Linked DNA regions of Zea mays: region 2 is linked to region 1. Evidence: chromatin contacts called from public Hi-C data. All regions are on one chromosome and are shown on one strand. The core of a region is the stretch at or near the end of the contact, and the rest is flanking DNA. Distances in the headings are between cores, read along the strand shown.

Region 1 (2,700 bases), core at 140-2,639:
GAACAGTACGGGGGTACTATTCATCTATTTATAGGCACAGGGCGCAGCCTGTCTAAAATTACATTCATGCCCTTTATGTTTACTATTGACTTAAGGATAATCTATCGAGGACTAGATAGCCTTTTCCTCTTTAAGTCGGTTCCTTTTTCTGCTACTGAGCCGAAGCTTTCTTGTGCGTAGCTTCGGAGCTGGTTCAACCTTCGTCCCGACCATGCTTTTCATATTGTGTACAGCTTCATTCCGAGTCCAAAGGTTCCTGTACATATATTACACTTGGGAAACATTGTTAATCATGTTTTGAGAACCTTCGGAAGTCGAAGTCCCCAACAGTATAGTTCATTAAACTACTATTTAGACTATAGTAGACACGATCATGGCTATATCATTTCAACACTAATAGAAATTCTATTATTTCTTAGTGAATAAGCAATAGGTATATAAAAACGTGTATTTTGACTAAAAATCAAAATTACGTTATAAGCAAAGGTAACATATAAATTGTTATCTTGCATTCTTTTGTTATGAAGATGTGGTCTACCTATACCTTAATCCTTTACTCTAACAAACTATATTTAAATTAATTATTAATGACATAATCAAATTACAATATACAAATGCGAAAGACAGCAAGGTCACTATAATAAAAATAGCTTATCGCATACACATTAAATTAATCGTCCAATATACACATGATTTAAGACTCAAAAATATACAAACTAAAAGTATGTATGGCTACATAAATTAGATCGCGATTAACTATAGACTACAGGGGATAGCACATAAAATCACATGGCTTCTTTTCACTTTGTTTTGAACTGGAAAAATATCTAAACAAATTTTACACAGAATCACGGGCTAGAATGAATCACGGTCATCTTCTACCTCCTAACTGGTCCTTGTGTAGGGAAGACGACGAGCAGGCCAGAAGCTCAGCAACGATTAGGGGAGGTCGGCGGGGCGTGCTCTGAGTCTGGTCGTCGGGGGCACGGTGTCGGGCTCCGGGCGTTCCTCGCCAGCGATGGGGAGGCTCGGGGCAGCTATCTGGCGACGACCAGAGGACGACGGGCGGCAGCTCGCGAGCAAGGAGAAGGGGGCGCGGGGAGAGGCAAGCCGACTGGGATCTGGAACCATGGATGTTGAGGAAGATTTTTATAGAGGGAGAAGAGAGGGCACTGTGGAGCGAGAAGGCCGGTGGCGGCTATTAATGGCGCTAGCCCGTGGTGGTGGGGACAGAGAAACGGTGGCTGTTTTCGGCGCGTGGAGGCGGAGAGGTGAAGGGGGCAAGGCGTCGAGTGGCCGGGGAAGCAAGGCGGCGTGGCCACACGCGTGCAGGCGCTGGAAGAGGAAGAGGTCGTGGGGCCTGGGGCCTGCGCGTCAGTGAGGGAAGGGGGCCAGGGTAGGACCACCTGTAAGGGAGAGAGGGGGAAGTGAGGAGAAGAGAGGTCGGTTGGGCCTTAGTAGGCTGAATTGGCCATCGACTAGGGTTTTGTTTTTCCTTTTTTAAAGAAACATCTAAATAATTATATTTAAATATTTCAAAAATTATAATAAATTCAGCAATATTATTTATAATTAAAAATACTAAATATTTATTTTTTACCAAAGTCCATTATATGAATTAATTGAATTTCATAATAAAATAGTACTATAAATAAAATCATCAATAAATTATTAGCAAACAAAAATTGTGCTCCAAAAATGAATGCAACAGTCACTTGATTTACATTTTAATTTAATCAAAAAGGTTAATTATATATATATATATCTTTATGTCATTGCTTTCTTTTATTCTAAAATCATTTCCTGTCTACTAGATTTAGCAACTAATATTGAATTGCTTTTAGTTGACAGATTTGAGGTGTTACACTTCAGACGCCTCATCCTTGGACACAGGATGAGTGTGGTCCCGTTCTCTGGCCACGTGATGACACCAAGCGTTATAACGTCGATTCCGACGAAGGTGTGCCTCGTGCTGTGGGGGTTCCTGCCCTTGCATGGTCAGTTTGTCGTCGGAGACGGGGGCATCTTCTATCCTCTAGAGGATGAAGAGGACACCGAGGAAGTAGGGCCGCGGTGCTGTCCCCTGGGATCCAACTGCTGCCCTTGCGGGCAGAGCAGCTGGAGTGGTCATCAAATGTTCCCCAATGATAAGGGGAGCATCTGGGCCTCCGTCCCCTTCTTCGGAGCGATCCGGATCCACTCTCGGGTGGGTGAAGTGGACAGTAGAGTCTGCCACCCTTGGGTGGCTGTCTTAGTCGGCCGAGGCGCGGGCACGAGAGCAGTTCTAGCCCTGGGTGGCGCAACGGCTGATCGTCGCGGTGTGCCGATGAGTCGGGGCCTTTTGGGCTCGCCACTCATCATCGTGGTTCGCGCACTGGTTGGTTGGGTTCTGACCACAGTCACAGTCGGGTCAGTCTCCGACATTGGCGAGGACCCCTTCCTGGCTAGGCTGATGGTGCGGGCTCCTGGGGCTTCCCTTCCCGCATCCAGAACGTGGTGCAGGATTACCTTCTGATCGATGATGAACGAGAGGGTTCCGAAGTGGAAAAACTCTCCGGCGTGGAAGATGATCGCAGCGCTGAACGTGATGGCCATGGAGCTGTCATGAATCGTCATCGCACCCCCTACCTGTCGCACTAGCTGTCGGTCTTTAGTCCTGACTGCGCACTACGGTGTAGCCCATATAGTGCTTTTGGAAGG
Region 2 (2,700 bases), core at 133-2,632, 290 kb before region 1:
GCCTATGCTTGAGACTGAATGTGAATCAGAAGTTGAAACTGAGTTTCAGAGAATTGTGATCAAGTTTGGAGTATCATAACTTGAGATCCAAACACTTTTGGCTCCAGAATTCTTTTAAGGAATTAAAGACCATATATAGGGTAACAAATTTCTTTAAGTAATCCTGAGCTAGTGCTACAATAAAATGGGAGTAAAATACCTCTAGGAAGGTGCTGTCAGTATACATAAACTTTGAGTTCCACGTATTTACCTCTAGAAGGGACTAAAACTTATCCACTGTCAGGGGGCTGTATTATTTGCTTGTTTTGTCAATGTCTCATTGATTTTCTATTCAGTGACTCGCTAGAGCTTGGGTCTTGCGTGGTGCTCATGCAGTGCAACTGCATGTCCACACTGTTGTAGCTGTTGACCGGTGTCCTCCTCGCCGTGATCCCATTTAAACCAGGCAGTGTCTACCTCGTTGCTCTGTGGGCGTAGGAACATAGTTCAGTAAAGCCCTACCTCTCTCCCCCCCGAATTTAGTCGAACTCGCCGTGTGCTAGTGCGTTCCATATTCCGATGCCTAAGGCCTTGTTCGTTTGCGTCGGATTGCACCTGGAATCGTTCCAGCTAATCAAACCAATCTTCCTCATCCAGCTCCGGGTGCTAGCCAGGTGTATTGCGCGCTGTCCTTGCCCTGACCGGTGACCACGCCATCGACATCTCGCCTCCACCGTGGTCAGCCAAGCATGGTTTACTTCTATGCTTTAAACTTAGTGTTCTAGTACTTGCATAGGGCAGTGAAGCTTATGGATCTGCTTGTTTTGTTTTTCTAGTAGCGAGTTGACCGGAACACCGCCGCGACGCCATTGATCTTTGCCGTGAGCCACTCCATCGTGTCGACCGTTCTGTTTGCGCTCTCCCTGGTCATGTTTGTGTGACTTGCTGGTCCTTCCCATGCCCTCCCCTTGAGCTCTACTGTGCCGGCCTCACCGGGATACCTCTCAACGGACCCAGTTGTTACTGGAACCGTGGTCATGGCATGGTGGTCTTGAAATCGCTTGTTCCTTGGGTCCAAGTGGGCCACCATCGTGGGGAACATATTTTAGCATAGGCTCGACTAGCGTCCTAGTTGTATTCCACTGTCCCAAGTCTTTGGCTCGTCGGAGGGGGATGGTGGGATTCGGGGATGTGGATTTGTGAATTGAATGGAAGATAAGGGTGTTTTGTGAAGTCCTATGACTCTCGGGAATAGTACGTCGGTTGGTTCTAGTTTTCGGGAAACCCTAGGGTGTTAGATGAAATGAATGGAAGACAAGGGTGTTTTGTGAAGTCCTATGACTCTGGGCGTCGGTTGGTTCTAGTTTTCGGAAAACCCTAGGGTGTTAGGTGTAAAAATGGGGCAACAGACACAGACTTCACGCGCGGGTGCAGGAATTCCTTCGTCGTTGGGCCAGAGCAGGCCACTATTGGCCCAAGTATTGTTCACTGTTTTCTATTGTTATTTTTGCTGCAGCTGGTAAAATCCACAAAAAATCATAGGAAAATAACGAAGTCTATAACAAGAGAATGCAGGATAGGACAAGACCATATAAGATAATAGAATGGGAACTTTTAAACAAGTAGTTTGCTCGCCTCTTCTAAAATGCCTATCAAGAACCGATGCTCAAGAATTAATGAAGGAAGTTCATTCTGACATATGTGGTTCTCATATTGGATCCGATACACTCTTGGGAAAAGATTTTCGATAGGGATTCTACTGGCCAAAGGCAGCTTCAGACGCAGTAGAATTATTCCAGAAACGTGACAATTACCAACGGTGCGCAAGGTAACCGAAACAATCTTCGTCTTTAACTCAATTAATTCAGCCAACATGGTCGTTACAAAGATGAGGCATGGATTTACTTGGCCCATTGCCACCATCACAAGGGAATTTAAGGCATGCTGTTGTAGTAGTCTAATACTTCTCCAAGTGGATCAAAGCTAAACCCTTGGCCATAATAACTTTGGCAACAATTCAGAAATTTTTCTGGCAAAACATCACCTGCCGCTTCGAAGTACCAAAGATTTTAACAGTCAACAATGGAATTCAATTTGATTCTGAAGCCTTTAAAAATTTCTATTACCAAGTGGGCACCAACATACATTTTGCATCAGTAAGACATCCATAGTCCAATGGTTTAGTTTAAAGGGAAAATAGCATCATTTTGGTGGGGGTAATGAGATCAATCTTCAATTTGTCAAAGGGAAGATGGCCATATGAGTTTGTTAAAGTAGTATGAAATCATAATACTTCAGTCTTGAGGTCCACAGGATTCACTTCTTTCAAACTATTATATGGAGATGAAGCTGTAACCCCAGAAGAAGCAAAAACAGGTTCAGCGTGAACTATGGCTTCAACCGATGATAAAGATAGCTAGAAAATTTCAAAAGATACCATAGAAGGGATCAGACTGCAAGCAATCGATCACATCAATGAATACCAAGCAAAAACAGTTAAACGACACGATAAAAAGGTCAAGTTAAAAAACATCGAGCCAGGTCATCTTGTGCTCTGAAGGGTAGCCAACCCAGAAACAGTGGAAAGTTACAAGTAAAATGGGAGGGTCCCTTCCTGGTCATATCTTCAGGTAGACCAGGGTCTTACAGATTGAAGGACATGGATGGAAATGAAGTTCCAAGATCATGGAACGCACATAAGCTTCGTCGATACTATGTATG

The links. Hi-C and Micro-C count contacts between places; a contact is called where the count stands out from the background.
Region 2: a Hi-C map of seedling shows a contact between it and region 1, with 4 times the contacts expected there. The contact joins two enhancer-like sites. A contact is called at or near these places in 2 of 25 Hi-C or Micro-C datasets (ear and seedling).

Annotation. Positions count from the first base shown.
Region 1 is chr2:127,737,495-127,740,194 of Zm-B73-REFERENCE-NAM-5.0, reverse strand. No RefSeq gene overlaps it. Among protein-coding and RNA genes, the nearest start is that of LOC100381980, 120 kb to the right of the region's middle. Within about 2 kb of position 1,389, at least 18 of the 20 cell types and tissues checked have an H3K27ac peak or open chromatin away from gene starts, as enhancers often do. A contact at or near this core is called in ear and seedling, where this site is marked.
Region 2 is chr2:128,025,738-128,028,437 of Zm-B73-REFERENCE-NAM-5.0, reverse strand. No RefSeq gene overlaps it. Among protein-coding and RNA genes, the nearest start is that of LOC103646939, 130 kb to the left of the region's middle. Within about 2 kb of position 1,382, at least 16 of the 20 cell types and tissues checked have an H3K27ac peak or open chromatin away from gene starts, as enhancers often do. A contact at or near this core is called in ear and seedling, where this site is marked.